Regions from separate parts of the Mus musculus genome. Here region 1 is linked to region 2. Evidence: chromatin contacts called from public HiChIP or PLAC-seq data. All regions are on one chromosome and are shown on one strand. Each heading gives the region's core, a stretch centred on a gene start, on an enhancer-like site or on the middle of the called end of the contact. The rest is flanking DNA. Distances are from core to core; before and after follow the strand shown. Region 1 holds the start of Lama2 (laminin, alpha 2). Region 2 overlaps Lama2 (laminin, alpha 2).

Evidence for each region. HiChIP or PLAC-seq counts read pairs in DNA pulled down with a chosen protein or histone mark.
Region 1: an H3K27ac HiChIP or PLAC-seq map of heart atrium shows a contact between it and region 2, with 9 times the contacts expected there. The contact joins the promoter of Lama2 here to the enhancer-like site in region 2. A contact is called at or near these places in 12 of 39 promoter capture datasets (the 3T3-L1 cell line, 3T3-L1-derived adipocytes, cranial neural crest and 7 more), 1 of 15 datasets of contacts at CTCF or cohesin (the NIH/3T3 cell line), 1 of 484 Hi-C or Micro-C datasets (uterus) and 1 of 115 datasets of contacts at active chromatin or transcription factors (heart atrium).

Annotation. Positions count from the first base shown.
Region 1 is chr10:27,615,035-27,619,284 of GRCm38.p6, forward strand. It overlaps Lama2 (laminin, alpha 2), which reads right to left and starts at 1,908. Exons shown (of 65, transcript NM_008481.2): 1 at 1,663-1,908. The coding sequence starts at 1,762.
Region 2 is chr10:27,132,458-27,137,233 of GRCm38.p6, forward strand. Lama2 (laminin, alpha 2) reads right to left here. Exons shown (of 65, transcript NM_008481.2): 34 at 1,510-1,608. Among named protein-coding and RNA genes, the nearest start is that of Gm40618, 150 kb to the left of the region's middle. Within about 2 kb of position 1,539, at least 14 of the 459 cell types and tissues checked have an H3K27ac peak or open chromatin away from gene starts, as enhancers often do. A contact at or near this core is called in heart atrium, where this site is marked.

The sequences.
Region 1 (4,250 bases), core at 658-3,157, 480 kb after region 2:
TATTATTAATAAATTTAAATCACTTATCCTAGACCCACTCTTCAAACACACTGCAAATGACTGTAACAAAGACAGTCACAGAGCCCAGGGGAGAGAGGAGATGGCTCCTTGACTAAGGGTATTTGCCCAAGCTTAATGTCATGTTTGTATATCTAGAACTCAGAGGGCGAAAAGAGTTCTGACTTTTCCAAACTGATCTCTGACCACACACATTCACCACATCATTTGTATATCCCCACTACAAATAAATAAATAAATGTAAAAAAAAAAAAAAAAGAGCACGGGGAAGAACACACACATGAAAGAGAATTCTCAGTAACTCAGTACAGGACTATACTCTAGAATGCAATCTTTGGCCTTATTGGAAGTAGAGAGCAGTGCAAAGAAAGACCTAGCCTATCTCTCCCAGCTACCCAGTAGAATTAAAGAATCACCTATTGTTAATCACAATAGAAGAAAGGACAAACGTTAAATGTGGCACTTTTTGTTTTCAAACTAACAGCCAAGGATATTTCTCCAAAGCAGTCTCAGTAATTCTATTATTTGCACCACACTGACCCGATTTCACCTCTGCAAAAATAGAAGGTTATCTGGAGAAACTGGGAGTCATTTTTATTCTAGGAAGTATAATCAAAGATTATGGTGAGGGGCTTATGCTATCTGTTATATCCTCTTAAACAGTCCTGTGTGAAGGGCTGGTCTAAATCAAGAACAAACATGAGAACTACTAAACATGAGAACTACTAACATAGTTTCAGTTAATTTTAAACAAGAAAAACTACTCTACCAGATACAGCCTCATCCAACTTCCTAAAGCTTTTTCTTCTAGATTTTGCACTTTTGAGGACAAACCCGTTGAAACAAAGTTAACATATTTCTGAAATACTTTTTATTTTGATTCAGGTTTTTCATCTTTGGAAAATGCTTGCTGGAAGAATGTGTTACAAATTATGTTTCTTGGTGCTGTGCATGCATCTTGTAAAAATCTCTGCTAACTCTTTAAAGACTCCCAAGCTTTTCAGAAATGTATGCACAAAAACAATAGAATGCTCTGATAAGAATAATTTAGCTGCATTGAATACAGTTGTCCCTCAAAGCCCCTGAGATGTGTTTGTGACCACTGGAGTCTGAGAATAAACAGAAGTCTAGTCTATTTTGAGTGAGAGGAGGTTTCACAAATGTGAGTGGAGGTGTTAGCCACATACTTAACTATTTTATGTAAATAATTGGAAACAGGATTCTTAAAGTTAAAAGAAAACAATTACTTAACTCAAAGTTACTAAGCTCAACTACAGCTGCTCGCCAGGGATGGGGGTGGGGGTGGGAGTGAGAGCTTTCCTCTGCAGGAACGGAATCTAATTTGATGAAACGTTTTTCTCTCAATTGGAAAGAAGAAAAGATAAAAAAGTCTGCCTTGGGAACTTTAGAACTAGTTTTCCGTAGACCAGTTTCCAGGATTTAGTGAGCAGTTTGGTGTTCCTTGTGCCCCGCACAGCTCTCTCGGGGGGGTCTTACTCTTAATTTGCAGGAGTTCAGTCCCTTGCGCCTGGAAGAGCACACCCTAAAGTAAAGCGAGAAAGTGGTCCCCAACCAGCAATTCTTTCTCTCTAGCTGAAGCCTGTTAGGAGCAGCGCTCCAGGGAAAGGGCGCCCTGGACTGTACCTCTCTGTTGATGCGCTTGGGACTGTCGCCGCTGAGTCTGGGAGCCTTCGAGCGTCCCCAAGAGCAGGAGCAAGAGGATCCCGGCGGTGGCCGCAGGCATCCTGGCCGGAGCAGATCCACTCCTCCCGGAGCCCACGGAGTTGCAGCCTCGGGTCCACCCAGCTGAAATGAGCAGCTGCAGGGGAAAGAGGAGGAGACAGTGCTCCCCAGCTCTGCCCTGCCACCGCCCAAGGGTGGGTGAGAAAGGGCAGTCCCCACCCCTTCCCAGGCCTGGGCCTTTAAAGGGTCCTTGGTTGGAAGAACCTGTGTTCTGTGCTTCCTCTGTCAAGGGAATAGGGCCTCTAGCAGGAGTTATCCAAACTTCTTTAGCATTAAGGAAGTAATTGATACCAAGGCACTCTGGGGTCTGTGAAATCCCTCCAGATGGAAAACATTATTGCCAAGAAAGCTAGAAACTTTGACTCCTCAGAAGGTTCTGGCAAAATTATATGCAGCTGCCCTGGGTCCAGGTGATCCCAGACTGTCCCAAGGTCATGGTGCTAACTACTAGGGAACTGAAGTTGCCCACGGGGAACCTCACGCTGGCTTGCACATTAGGAAGGAACTTCCCGGAAGGCAGCTGTGCAGGGAGCAGGGGATGATAGACTAAAGCTGTCCCAATTCCACTGAAATGTTTCTGAAATCACTCCACTGGTTGGAAGCTGTCCCTATAACCAAGGGACATTATTAAAAGGGAATGGAATGTCTGTAAAGATTTCTGCTTATCAGTCATGGTGGCTTCTTCCTTTTAACTCAACAAAGCAGTGTTCTACCCTCTGTCACAGGGCTTCCCATGGCCACTCCATAACAGGTTGTTATTGAAAAGGCCACTGGTTCTCAGTAGGGCCTGGAAAAACAACTTCACAGGTTTTAGGTGGCACCCAGGATACCCTTTGTATTAGTGTACCCTGGCATCAGGATGCACTCAAGGAAAGAGCAAGCCTACACCATAAAGTATTCCATCTTGAACTTCTGAATGGGCCACCGCATGTGTGCCCGTGCGTGTGTGTGTGTGTGTGTGTGTGTGTGTGTGTGTGTGTGTGTAGTCAGTTTGAAATAGGATCTCACTATGGTCTCAGATTCAGAGATGCACCTGCCCCTGTCTGTCAAGTGCTGGGATTAAAGCCTTGGACAACTCATCTAAATATTTTTAAGGGAAAAAAAAAAAAGCTTTAAAACTGAAATCCGACAGTTTGTTTGCAAAAAAAAAAAAATGTATTTACTAATTTTACAGGATGCACCAATTAAGCCAACTGAGATAATGCTTTGTGAGTTTCCAGTTCACCAAAATGTATATAATATTTCAGACCCTTACACTGAGTGAAATTCTGTACAGTATTGGACTACTAAGCCATTTATACATCTATTTCCATACTGCAGTGCATATGGTTGTTATATGGATGGCTTAGTTTTCTTTTTAATTTATAGTTAAGATGTATCCATCTTTAAGATGCCACATAGAAGCTACAATATTTTCATTTCGTAGTAATAGACAGTAACTCTCGTAAAGAGCTGGTGAGAATCCAGAGCTAACATCCACTTGTCATCGGGAACCCTCCTAAAGGCATGTCTAAGCTCCTACTTTAGATCTATGGCTTCTGTACATCTATGTGTGCTGTCTGAAAAAGAGACTTAGATGAGGGCTCTGCTGCTCTCTCTCTCTCTCTCTCTCTCTCTCTCTCTCACACACATATAGAGGCAACATTTGATACAAATAGTATCATTTCTTCATATTATGACTTTCACCTCTTTTGTTCTTCCCAAAATGAGTTCATCCTGTGGGATATATACATATATATATTTATCTCTGTCACAGTTTGTCTATTACAGTCTTAGAACCCTGTACTAGTTTAAAAAACAAAATTCTTAACTATTCTAGAGCTTTTGAATTTTACTGCAGCTGTTTAGAGAAAATGTTTTCATTAATAAAGGTGAACACTTTTACGTTATTGCTTCAGAACTGTTTTAGATTGAGATCAATAGAGCATAAATTAAAAGGAGTGTGTGTGTGTGTGTTGTATATTTGTGTGTTTATGTGTGTCTGTGTGTGTATATGTGTGCATGTGTGTCTGTGTGTATGTGTGTGTGGTGTGTCTGTGTATGTGCGTGTGTGTGTCCTCTGTTCCCAGCTCCTTCATCAAGGTGCACTTGTTACAAGTGGGGACTCTGTGCTGTCACAATCATCACCCTGTCTGCACAGCACATATTAAGCTGTTGCCTCAGATGAATCTGGATTTGGATAAGTATGTCATGCTGGATCATCTCACTACCTTAAAATTACTCCCTAATTTGCCACTTCATCTTCCTTTTCATCTTTTGACCCACGAAGCTTAGACAATCACTGAGTTTTTAAAGCCTCCTTACTACTTCCAAGCCTGAATAAGTACTAATAGTTGTTATAAATACCTATGCACAGGTATTTGCATTAGATCACAAGAGTATGTTTGATTCTATGAACTCCACAGCACTAACTCATCAATTTCTACTTATATCAGAGAGGTAATAGAAACTTTGACAGCAATTGAGTCTATAAATTAAATGGAGGAAAG
Region 2 (4,776 bases), core at 289-2,788:
CAAGGGTGACACCCAGTAATCAACTGTTGGGTAAGTGACATGCTGTGTTTCATGAACTTTTCTTTTAATTGTTCTAGACCACATTAAACTGAGGTAGTTTTGGGCATTTCTCATGTATGCTTTTGTTCATTTATTTCATGCCTATTATGTATTTGCATGCAGTTACACCATTCTGCATACACCTAAACATTTACACACACTCGTACCCCCTACACACACACACACACACACACACACACACACACACACACAAACACACACACACACACAAAACTGAAAGCTCTGGGAGGGTGGCTGGAGCCTCGATATTATTTTTGATCTGCCAACCCTTAACCTGGGCTTTGGATGGAGTGGACATTCAGAAGGAAATAAGTTGAGTTGAATTGACTTTAGCAAAACTTCACTAAACTCTCTCATTCATGCAACAAGTCAAAAATTACTAGTTAAATTAAACTAGTGTAAGTTTACTAACTTCAGGCAGAGGCTTTGCTCTATCTTCATGTTTTACATGGGTGAGCTGAGTCTCTGAAAAGGGATTTCCAGTGTGGTTTAAAACCTTAGGACTGTTGTTCATCAATGTGTGCTGAGAAGCCATTTAATTTTCCTGTGGAAGTTTCCTGATCCAGTAGCAGATTTTGTGGAAAGTGCAGGACTAGCGCCAATCTGGGGCTGGGAGCTGCTCAAGATTCCCAGACTTTTAGCAAGTAGTAAAGCCATTGTTAATTTATTCCCTGTTAAGCCTTTCTTTAAATAGACTAGCTACTCCCCAAAGCTGTTCTATATCCAATGTTCTTTGTCATTTAAGTCCCCTGGATCCTAGTTTGCAGGCCAGTCTCCAGGGTCATGCATTTTTCTAGCCACAAGATGGCAGACTTTATGCTGTTTTTCTCTGCCTCCAGTGGTAAAAGGACCTTCTTGCAGTTTTGACAATTTAGCCCAACCAATTGCTGGGAAAAGTCTGCTAGAAGCCGTGTGGATTTTTACATCCTGACTCTAAATGGTGTCTTAAATGCTCCAGATTTTGACAGTAAAGATTTCATTTTCTAAGTAGGAGTACTGCTTGTGACTGTATTTCTGTAAAAATGTAGAAACTCCACGAGGATTAAAGACAGGACAAGGATTTTTCTCTGTTTTTCTTTTCCTTTACACAATCAAGGACGGAGTTTTTGATACTTAGAACTGATTAAAAGAAAAAAAAAACATCTTTCACAGTGGAGTCTGCTAGATAGGGTCCTCAAAGTATATAGCCATCCTTAACCTTTTCTCCTGACCAGTGTCAAGTATGTCAACCCTGTTTCTTGATTTATTGTTTGTGCATTTGGAGAAGAGCACAGGAAAATAAAGAATTCCTTTGGAGAAGAGTTAGCCAACCGTTATTCCTGGAATTCGTGGAAAAAGTTGTGAATTGGAAAGAAGATTTCAGAACGTGAGTGTTGTTTACTTTAACTTGAAGGTAACCCGGTCCCTAATGTGTGTGCTTTGGGGACAGTCACAGATTTCCCAACTCACTCTGGTTAGCAGCTCATTTGTTTCCATCACAAGTGTGTTCACGTTGCCCTCTGCCAACTGAATGAGCCTCTCTGGTGCCCGTTGCGGTGATAGCAGGTGCTGTAAAAGATTTCAGACCATGTACATCTTAGTAAATGGTTTAGCAGTCATCCTAGGGTCAGACAGAGCACATTTTTGTTCCTGTATATACCACATACTTAGCACTTCTACCCTCAATACAACAGAAACTACTATAAGTGGGCAGTTAACTCACTCACTGCCAAGCCAGATATGTAGGTAAATATTAAGATTTGCTGTACTTTATTGAGAAATTAGTATGCACTAAAATTTTGGTTTGTTTATCCTTCCCCGCCTCCCCCGCTCCCCCCATCAATCAATGGCTTATAAAACTCTGAATGAGCAAATGTTCACTGCAGAGAGTTTTTAACAAAAGCTCATAAGCTGGTACTGAGTTGAGTTTAAAAGGATCTTTGCATTTATCGAGGCTCCCATTTCAATCAGCGTAGCTGTAGTTTACAAGCAAGAAAGAGAGCAGCCGCTGCTACAAGGACCTTTCTTGCTAGGCTGGTCCTGCTGTTAAGATTAGTAGGAGCTGGCTTTATACACACAGCTGGGCCAGATTCCACCACAATCTATGGGATACTATTTTTAGATAGGGTCGCTGTTATAGTAATATATATAATGAAAATGAGGCTACTCTGCAAGCTCGTCAAAGGGTAGACATCTCCCCATCCTTGTACATATCAAAAAAATACCCCACCCATTTCATGACTAAATAGGAATGGTCACTGTTCCTCATTGATCATAACTTTAGTACCCTGCTTTTATTTTTTTAGGTAAGATTCACTAGAATTTACAGTTAGGGCTTTACTCCCACTTTCTTTTTTTTAAATTTTTAATATTTTTTATTACGTATTTTCCTCAATTACATTTCCAATGCTATCCCAAAAGTCCCCCCCCCCCACTTCCCTACCCACCCATTCCCATTTTTTGGCCCTGGCATTCCCCTGTACTGGGGCATATAAAGTTTGCAAGTCCAATGGGCCTCTCTTTCCAGTGATGGCCAACTAGGCCATCTTTTGATACATATGCAGCTAGAGTCAAGAGCTCCGGGGTACTGGTTAGTTCATAATGTTGCACCTACAGGGTTGCAGATCTCTTTAGCTCCTTGGATACTTTCTAGGATCCTCCATTGGGGGCCCTGTGATCCATCCAATAGCTGACTGTGAGCATCCACTTCTGTGTTTGCTAGGCCCTGGCCTAGTCTCACAAGAGACAGCTATATCAGGGTCCTTGCAGCAAACGCTTGCTAGTGTATGCAATGGTGTCAGCGTTTGGAGGCTAATTATGGGATGGATCCCTGGATATGGCAGTCTCTAGATGGTCCATCCTTTTGTCTCAGCTCCAAACTTTGTCTCCGTAACTCCTTCCATGGGTGATTGTTTTGGGCTGGAGAGATGGCTCAGCCGTTAAAGGCTAGGCTCACAACCAAAAATATAAGATATAGTTTTTCAAACACTGTAAATTATCAAGATAGTATCTTAAATTTTCAAATAATAGATAAATTATGAAAAAACAGTATAGATAAAAATGAAAAAAAGACTGGTATTTCAGAACTATCAAGGTCATTTTCATAAACTCTAGGACATAAGGAAGAGAATGACCGAAGCCTTTGCTACTAATGGTGCTCACGCGTAGAGCCTCCCGGAGAGTGCTGCCAGGAACCTCGTTGTCCACTGACTACATGTTATTTTTTAAAAAATGTTTATGTCCAACTGAAATATTTGATTTTCTAATTCATTTCCTAGTCTGTATTCTTTCTATGTGTGTGGAAACTCACCGGAGGAGGTTAGCCTCCTTCCCATGAAGTATTTATGTCTGAATGTAAGACATGAGGTAAGTAGGTCTGTAGCCTAGTTGTCAAGGTTGTTCTTTATAGTGCCCTGTCCTCTAGAGTCTCAGCCTTATCTCTCCCAAGCAGGCCTGACTTCTAATGTCTGCTGACAGGTCCAGTGCATACCTGTGCCTCATGGTGACTCTCCTAGGCAAGAAGCAGTAGGAAGAGCCTGGCCTGGGGCCAGGGAGGCCTCAGTACCACCAACTAGATTTTCTCACATGAGTTATTTTTGTCTCTTTAAGGTTGGAAAAGATGTTCAGTCTCAAAGCCCTAAAGTCCTGCTGCCTGTATTCAAATCCCACCTCAATATTTATTAGTCATGTAATTGTTCTTCAAGCAAAACTTCACTATGCCTCAGTTTCCCTACTTATATTTAATACAGTTCTTTTGTTTTAGCTTTTTCAGACAATTGCAATCAAAATCTCCATAGACTAGGTGGATTGAACAAAATGGACAGTTCTCCAAGCTGAACAGCCTAAGGTGCCAACTAACTGGGTTGCTGGTGAGGACCTGCACATGGTTATCAGCTCCCTATGTTCGGAAATGGCTGGTGAAAAGAAAGCCCCTCTTCCCATTCTTACCAGGATCATAGTGAATCATGAGCGCTTCATCCTCCATCTACAATTTAACAGTGATCACCTCCCAAAGATTCCATTTCAAAATACCACCATGACAGGAAAGAGTTCATAAACTGATGTGTTGAGATGCTAGTCTATAAGGTTTTAGCAAGTGTGCTTTTGATTAGGTGATGAGGGAGCCCTCTTCTGCTTGGGATTGTACCCTTTGAAATATACCCAGAGAGCTCACTAATCCTTTCTAGTAGATAGGCCACAAAAAGCAGTGATACATATACAAGGAATGAGCCCTTACCATAAACGAGTCTGCCTTCAACATTGGCTTTCCTGTCAACAGAACTGTTAAAGTAGCACTCGTATTGTTTATAAGCTAGCAAATTATGGCATTTTGTTAAGGGAATCAAATAGACTAAGGTAAGACACAGTTTCAATATAGAAGCTTAGGGGGCATACATAGTTCATGAAAAGTCCATTTATACTTCTTGGGTTTTGTTCTTATATATCATAATACATTTATAATTATTTTTCCCCCAGAGGACATTGGTCAAAGGTACTTTAATGTAGAAGCGCTTCATCATACAGTCTTCAGATTATAAAACAAAAGGAAAAACAGGCATTCTGTTTCATAGAAAGAATTTATAGATATTTGTGTAACATGATTATATCTAGAAAATATGAACCAACTAGCAATATTACCTTATTTATACTATTCACATTATTCATACTATACAAAGACATTTAATATTTTTATTTTTGCATTGTGTACATTTTTCATGAAACATTTACAATCTTAAT